Linked DNA regions of Drosophila melanogaster: region 1 is linked to region 2. A link is a contact called in public Hi-C data. All regions are on one chromosome and are shown on one strand. Each heading gives the region's core, a stretch centred on a gene start, on an enhancer-like site or on the middle of the called end of the contact. The rest is flanking DNA. Distances are from core to core; before and after follow the strand shown.

Evidence for each region. Hi-C and Micro-C count contacts between places; a contact is called where the count stands out from the background.
Region 1: a Hi-C map of the Kc167 cell line shows a contact between it and region 2, with 2.2 times the contacts expected there. The contact joins the promoter of CG14810 here to the enhancer-like site in region 2. A contact is called at or near these places in 16 of 107 Hi-C or Micro-C datasets (the Kc167 cell line, the OSC cell line, the S2 cell line and 4 more).

Annotation. Positions count from the first base shown.
Region 1 is chrX:1,818,382-1,822,103 of dm6, forward strand. It overlaps CG14810, which reads right to left and starts at 1,960. Exons shown (of 3, transcript NM_130585.2): 1 at 1,926-1,960; 2 at 1,802-1,859; 3 at 1,114-1,740. The coding sequence starts at 1,831. The coding sequence ends at 1,162. The region is part of intron 2 of prage (prage,); the gene reads left to right. CG14811 reads right to left here. Exons shown (of 2, transcript NM_130586.2): 2 at 3,088-3,722. The coding sequence ends at 3,119.
Region 2 is chrX:1,727,399-1,731,418 of dm6, forward strand. No RefSeq gene overlaps it. Among named protein-coding and RNA genes, the nearest start is that of CG3795, 19 kb to the left of the region's middle. Within about 2 kb of position 1,638, at least 4 of the 39 cell types and tissues checked have an H3K27ac peak or open chromatin away from gene starts, as enhancers often do. A contact at or near this core is called in the Kc167 cell line, where this site is marked.

The DNA.
Region 1 (3,722 bases), core at 710-3,209, 91 kb after region 2:
TTAATAAGCCATTTGTTTGCAGACTATATTGAGAACCTGGCTAATCCGTGTCCTGACCAAAACCGAATGCTGTTTCAACAGTGGGCGGTAATAAGATAATAAGATAATGACAACGTGTGATCGGTAAAATTACCATATAATAGTTATAATAATATAATATAATATTATATATATATATTATATAATATATTATATAACATAATAGTTATAATAATATAATAGTTACACCTCTAGTTTTAAAAATTGTAGTTAAAACGCGAAATTTCATTCAATCAATTTCAATCAATAGATTCTGGGGAATAAAATGAGAAACAAATTAAAAAGTTTTCGAAGGTGTGGGCGTGACCGGTTTGGCGGCTTTAGGGCGTTAGAGTGGGCGTGGCAGTTTTGTGCAGTTTGTAGGCATTAGAGAGGGCGTGGCAACATAGGTCAACAAACTAGCCTCTAGAATTTGTATGCTGAATCTTAACCTTCTAGCTTTTATAGTTTTTAAGATCTCTACGTTTATAGGGACAGACAGACATGGCTAGATCGACTCGGCTATTGATCCTGATCAAGAATATATATACTTTATATAGTCGGAAATACTTCCTTCTGCCTGTTACATACTTATCAACGAATCTAGTATACGCGTCTTTTGTTTTTCTTGTTTTTTTTTATTCTATTCATGGTATAGACCTAACTAAGCTAAGCACAACAAACTAGTTTAAACAACGTGAGCTTTAAATGCCCATTAAGAAAGAAGCAAATACTCAACCCTGGTGCGGAACCTTGCTAAAAGCTACACCATACTTTTGTGCCAGACTATGAGGCCCTAAAATTGCGTTGATTGGAAATTTTTGTAATCGAAACAAGCGAGCAGTGAAACCCTTATTAAAAATTACATGACAATTTCACAGAATATAAAGCCAATAGATAAATTAATTGCAAACAGCCATCCATGTGGATAATTGCGTCATGTTCGAGGTTCGTGCTATAAGACCGCATTTTCCGATATTGGTTCAACCTGAACAGAAGCACCTCTACGTGATCATGAGTCATACGAGCCGATCCGAGTTGTAGATAACCATATACCCAATTGCATAAGTCGCCCCAATGAGTCAATGAATAGTTATAATAGTCGTAGCGCTCAGCTAGCTTGATTTATTAGTCCTTGCATTTCTAGAAGGTAAAGCCGAAATTTTTGGGCGGCTTCGGGATGGCGCCTTTCGAGGTCGATGTAGCTGGGTTGATGGAGCCACTGGTCATATTTAGATCCTGTACTTCATCCTCCTCCTCCTTCGCCATCATCATCTCATCATCCTCCTCCTTCGCCATCATCATCTCATCATCCTCCTCCTCCTCATCATCATCATCCATCAGCACGGACATATCAAAATTGGACTCAATTGGGAGGTTAATTGAGTTGCGGCGGACAAGCGAGCAGCGACGGTTGGGAGCTGGCTTTGGTGGATCATCCGGGAACTCATTGGTGAAAGAATAACGACGACGCGGTTGCACAGCCTGTTTTTTCAACGACATGCCGGCCAATTCACGGGTCAGGTCCTCTGCGACACGATGGACGCGGCTGAATCGCGAAACGGATACAGTCTTCTTTTTCACCCCATTGGTCAAGCCCCCTGCGGCACGATCGGTGCGGATGAATCGTGAAAAGGTCGTAGTCTTCTTTTTCATCCCATTGGACTTGGCAAAACTTGGCACGGGAGAACTCATCATCGTCGATTCGAATCTCTTGTTCTTCTTCAAGGGAATACAATTATAGGCAAAACGCGAAATACCAATATTACACTCTTGAACATACCGAAATGGATGCCGGTAGATTCTTTTCCATCTTTGGCTTAATTATGACTTAGCGCAGTCTTGATTATTTAAGTAACGAACAAAAACAATTAGTCGAATATAGAGCTATATAGTATAGAACTCACTGGTCGTCGTCCTCAATCGTAATGACCTATCCTTTTGGCTCAGAAAAACAAGTTGACTATCACGTTGAAGTTTCTGGAGCAGAGTTCTTAGAATTTAAATTTGCCCTTTACTAATGGCTCCACTGTTATCGATAGGGTGGCAACCCTACTTGATAGATTATTAGAGATGTGCTTCTTATTGTTTCCTAGTCAGAAGTTCAAGATTTTAAGATCATTTCATATCGTTTATATTGTTTCGTGTTTTCAAGGCTTTGTCACTTTGTATTGTAATTCATCAGGGACTCTTCTCTAACCAATTGAACGAACGCCTTTGCCAGCGAATCGCGAACAGTTGAGATCTCAAGCTAAAAGGTTGAGATTCAGCATACAAATTCTAGAGACAAGGACGCAGCACAAGTTTGTTGACTTTACTTGCCACGTCCACTCTAATTTTGAACCAATTATCGAAAATTTTCATTTTCTTAAAAATTTCTATTGATTTGCCAAAAAACTTTTTGCTACGCCCACTATAACGCCCTAAAGCTGCCAAATCGGTCACGCCCACACTTTGGAACAATTTTCAAATTTTTCCTGATTTTATTACCCAATATCTATCCCAGAAAAATGATTAAATTTCGCAATCGCATTCACACTAGCTAAGTAACGGGCTTTCTTGTTTTGAATTGGCTTTCTTAAAAATAGAAATTCAAAATGTAACAACAAGGCAAACCTTGCCTTCATTCATACAAAAGTCTTAACTAATTGAATAGCTATAGACCAATGTGGGGGTAATATCAATTCTGAAAGCTTTGGTGAAATCCTCAGCGCGTGTTCAACCAGTGAAGGCAACCTCTGCGGGCTTTAATGCCTCAATTGTTTTATTCATGGTATAGTCTTAACTAAGCTAAGCACAGAAAACTAGTTTAAACAACGTAAGCTTTAAATGCCCATCAAGAATGGAGCAAACCGTGAAGCGTGGTACAGAACCCTGTAAAAGCTACACCATACTTTCGTGCCACACTATGAAGCGCTAAAATTGCGTTGATTTGAAATTTCTGCAATCGAAGCAAGCGAGCAGTGAAACCCTTATTAAAAATGACATGACAATTGCGACATAAGTTGCCCCACTGCGTCAATGAATCCCTAAGCCCGATCCCGACCAAGTTATAATAGTCGTTGCGCCCAGTTAGGTAGATTTATTAGTCACAGCATTTCTAGAAGGTTAAGGCGAACTTCTTGGGCTGCTTCGGGATTGCGCCTTTCGAGGTCGATGTAGCTGGCTTGGTGGAGCCGCTGTTCTCATTTAGATCCTTCACTTCATCCTCCTCCTTCTCCTCCTCCATCAGCACGGGCATAGCAAAATTGGACCCAATTGGGAGGTTAATCGAGTTGCGGCGGACAAGCGAGTAGCGGCGTTTGGGAGCTGGCTTCGGTTGATCATCCGGGAACTCGTTGGTGATAGAAATACGACGAGGCGGTTGCATCGACCGCGAGGTGGGGTTACAAGCTTGGGAGAAATGACCCTTCAACCAGAGGCTCTTGATTTCGGCATAGGTCTGGTAGTGGCCCACCGCAGTTGGCTGGGGCAGATGGGGATAGTAATGCAGGTTGCTGGCAAAAAACTGCTCATTCGAGGTGGAAGCCACAGGCTGTTTTGGTTTTAAGGACACGCTGGCCAATTGACGGGTTAGGTCCTCTTCGGCGCGAGCGGTGCGGTCGAATCGCGAAAAGAACACAGTCTTCTTTTGCACCGCATTGGTCGGTCCGTCTGCGACACGTTCGGTGCGGATGAAACGTGAATAGGTCACAGTCTTCTTT
Region 2 (4,020 bases), core at 388-2,887:
TGGCCATAATATCTATGGCCAGTGAGGTGGAAGGAGGAGTTGCTGGGCGGGCACGCAACACGTCGGGTGGCAATGTGGGAGTGGACGTCATGGTTGGGAGGGGAAATCACACAATCAGCAGTTATTAGGGCTACCTCCGAACGGAAGTCGCAAGATGGACGGGGCAGTGAGCACTGAGTAACTGATGTACAATGTGGAAAAAGTGGAGCGGAGCAACCAGATGCCTGTTCCTGAGACTACCAAGACTGCAAGTGACTAAGCAGCGGGCAGGAAGCATTGAGATGTTTAACGGAAATCGAAAAGCAGCCAGACCCAACACCACTCCAACTCCGGTCCTCGCATCCGTCTCCGTCTCCTTCTCCTTCTCCGTCGCCATCTCCGTACCCGACTTTGCCGCCAACTCCGGCGTATTGAGCTGTGGACGCTAAAGAAATTGCCAACAAATCTTTCAGGGCAAAACAAAGAGGCGGAGGGCAAAGGGCAATCATCGGGGAATCAAATTGGGATGTAAACACGTAGATAATGTGCTCATACGTTTCACTATACGCACACAGTGGTCCCGATTCCGGATTCCGGATGCCGGGTGTCGGGTGTCGGGTGCCGGGTGCCGGGTGCCGGGTTCCATACCCCCAGCTCTTCCACGGCGTGATCTAACCCACGTAAGTGGCTGTCTGTCGATGGGCGGCGACCTTTTGCCGTTTCGATTGGGTTGGGTGAATGGGTGAATGGGTCGATGGGCGGATTGGAACCCCCACTCCTGCCCTCCACCCATCATCATTATTATATTCCTTCGGCGTGCTGTCAAGCTCGTTCTTTCAGTTGTGTTTGCGTGTTTGCGAGCTGTGCGGCTTAGATTGCCAGGACGTTGGGGCATTGGTTCGATTGGCATTGGTGCTTCTGTTTCTGTTGCTGTTTTCGTGCTGTTTGTCTTTCCCGTGCTGTCATGTTTGTGGTTCCTAAAAATTGGACACTTAAATGCTCTGCTCGCATGGCCCATGTTTATTCGCCCGCCTGTTTGCCATGTTTGCCAGCCAACTGACAATTTTATTTGCTGTCAATTGATACAACGAGCTGTTGGTCTTGGGTTAGGAAAGTCAAGTAGATGGCCCCAGGATCTCCTGGATTTCCAGGAATTCCAGGACTTCGATCCGAAGAGTGAGCTGTGCGTGCTTGGTCTCTATGTCCTCTATCCTCTCCATCCTCCGCCAAAAGTTAGCAACGCCGACTAGTTAGCCATTAATTGCTGCAATTGGCCGACGATTTAATTTGCAATAAAATTATTATACCGAAATATGCATAAATTGTATCGGCGACTGGCAATTATTTATTTATATTCAACATGCGCAAATAAACAGATATTTTCGCCTGTAAATTCAATGGACAAATAAGCGTCGACAGCCAAAACAAAAGCAAAGCAGCAAATGCATCGACGACAGCACCGACCATAATGGTATGCCATGGCAGAAGCAATTTATGCCCGGCATAGGACAACTTTGAAACATCTGCATGTACATATGTACATATCTATGTATGTATGTATGTATGTGGCACTGTGCTTCTGTGTTTCTCTATTTCCGTGTTCGTGCCTCAGAGTCCATTAATTGTTATGGCACCGAGTCCAGTGCCGAGCTCCTCCCGATGGGTTGTGAGTGCTCCTAGTGTCTGACTACTCCATTCGGGACTCCAAAGCACGTCCATAAATAGCATATATGTATAAATCGAGGAGTTTCACTTGCCAGCTCTAATACTCATATGCAGTACATATGGACAGTGTAAGGCGGCACTCCAGTATTCGATATTTCTCCTTGGTTCTGCCTAAAATGGCAAACGTCTTACGGGGGGCGTTGGGGGAAACACGGCTAACGATAAACAGTCAGACGTAAAGAGTGAATGGGATGTGGGAGCACGCACTGGTTAGATCCCTCTGAACGTATAATTTACAAAGTAAATTTTAATTAAAAATCCTCATGCAATCCTCAGCTATTTTAATTGAAGCCAAATGACGTCACAGCATATTTTTCGACTGTCGGTTATCCAGGGGATGGATGGCCAGGAGACTGGGTCCTCGCCGTCGGTAATTAAGCGTGCCAGCGAACTTGACTCGCAATCGGAGATAACGCGCCCAGGCCACGCCAAAGAGTTCATAAAAATGGGCATGGGGATGGGGTTGAGTACTCCTTCCAAGGAGTATTGTTGGCGAGGAAGGGTTTTCCGGAGTGCCGTCCTCCGTCAAGTTGTGACAGTCTGGGGGTCCAGAAGAGCGGAGGCAAAACAAGTTGGCGCGCTTTGTGCGAATTCTTGGGAAACAAATTAAACGCGTTTTAAGACTTGACGGCGATCCGGCAGTCACGTCATTACGCTCCCATCATTCCACTCCATTGCCTCCCATCTCATCTCAACCAATCTCATCTCATAAATGAGTCAAGTTGTCAGCAGATGATCCGTCCATTGAAGGGGGGCAATGATGGTGCAGAAGCTAGCAGTTGCAGCTGGAGCTGGAGCTGGAGCAGGAGCTCAAAGCCCATCCGCTGACCCGCTGGTCATGCTGTTTTGCAACTGCAAAGTTTGCCGTAACATTGGACACAATTATGTGTTATCTAGCTAACCCCATAAGCATTGCTTATGACCCTTATCGCTGGTCCAGCGCGCTAGTTGACACACCAAAGTCCCCGAAATCACGGAGCCGGAGTTCAGTGGAGCGTGCAGCTCGTGTGCCGCGTGGTGGCGTCGATAAGATCGGAAACTACAAGGAACTTCTGACCGAGGCGTCGGTTAATTTGAACGTTTGTGTGGCAAATTATTCGCCATTCGCATGGGGACAAGCAAAAGTTATGTACTGTGTAGCATGTATTGTGCTGGGGCGAAAGCCGATTAGCAGGGCGTCCTGCACTAATGACCACCGGTTTTATGTTTTCAATTAAGTGATAACAGGGCTCCAGTGCCAAGACGGGACGCAGAGACACAATCCGTGGCCAGTCATGGCGCAGGCCTCATTGGGCACTATAACATTCTATTGCTCGATGCGATTCTTTACTTTTAGCCGCAATGGGGCGTATACTTGATGCGATTGCAGCTGCTGCTGCTGGCGAGGATGCCCTTCCTTCCCTGCCACGACCTCCGCTTGGATGACTGTTGCTTGACTTGACCCATGAACACAACGCCTGTCGACTGTTTATGGGACTGGCGGCTGCTTTGTTTAAACTTGTGTGCACGAAACTTTAAAACAACAATAACAACGGCAATGCCAAAATGCCATCATTACCAAGCGACAAAAGTTTGTCCTTTCGCCAGTGGTGGTGCTGCTGCCCCTGCTACCCCTGCTACCCCTGCAGCTCCTGCTGCTGCTCCTCCGCCTCCCTGATCCTTTTGGGCTGTGCCAGGAACAGCCGCAGTAACGCCATCCCCCCTGCCTTCCCAGCCATGCAAAGTGCTTCTTGGCCCGGCCGTGTAGGCAAATGAAGTGAACGGTTCTGGTTCTGCCACTGCCACAGCTAAAAAATAAAATACGTAATAAAGGGAAAGGAAAAGAAAACAAACGCTCTTGCCGAGAAAACTGGTAACTGCAAACCGGCAACTGAGTACTGGGAGCTGGAATCTGGGTACTGGGAACCGAGAACAACAAACAAAAGCCGGGCAGGGCACCCGCACACCAGGAAAGTTTTCGCCATTCAGCGAGGAGCCCATACGCCCCATACGCCCAGCGAAAGCCCATTCTACAACTACGGCGAAGACTGAGACTGTGCCGCTGACAATAGAAATGCGTTCGGAAAAGTTTATTTTATTTTGTTTTATACTATTTGTGTGTGCCATTTTTGGGGCGACGCACGAGTTTTTCATTTGATTTCCGCTTGCCACACTTTTTGCAACGCCCCTCACTATCCGCCCCGCGTCACCTCTGCCGCGCGAGTCACAAACAGAAACGGAGACAGGACCAGTTTTGCCTCGGAATCCGGACCAGATTCAAGACCAGGACGGGATCGGGGACCGGTTCGGTCAGCAGAGGCTAAAGAGCGTATGTTT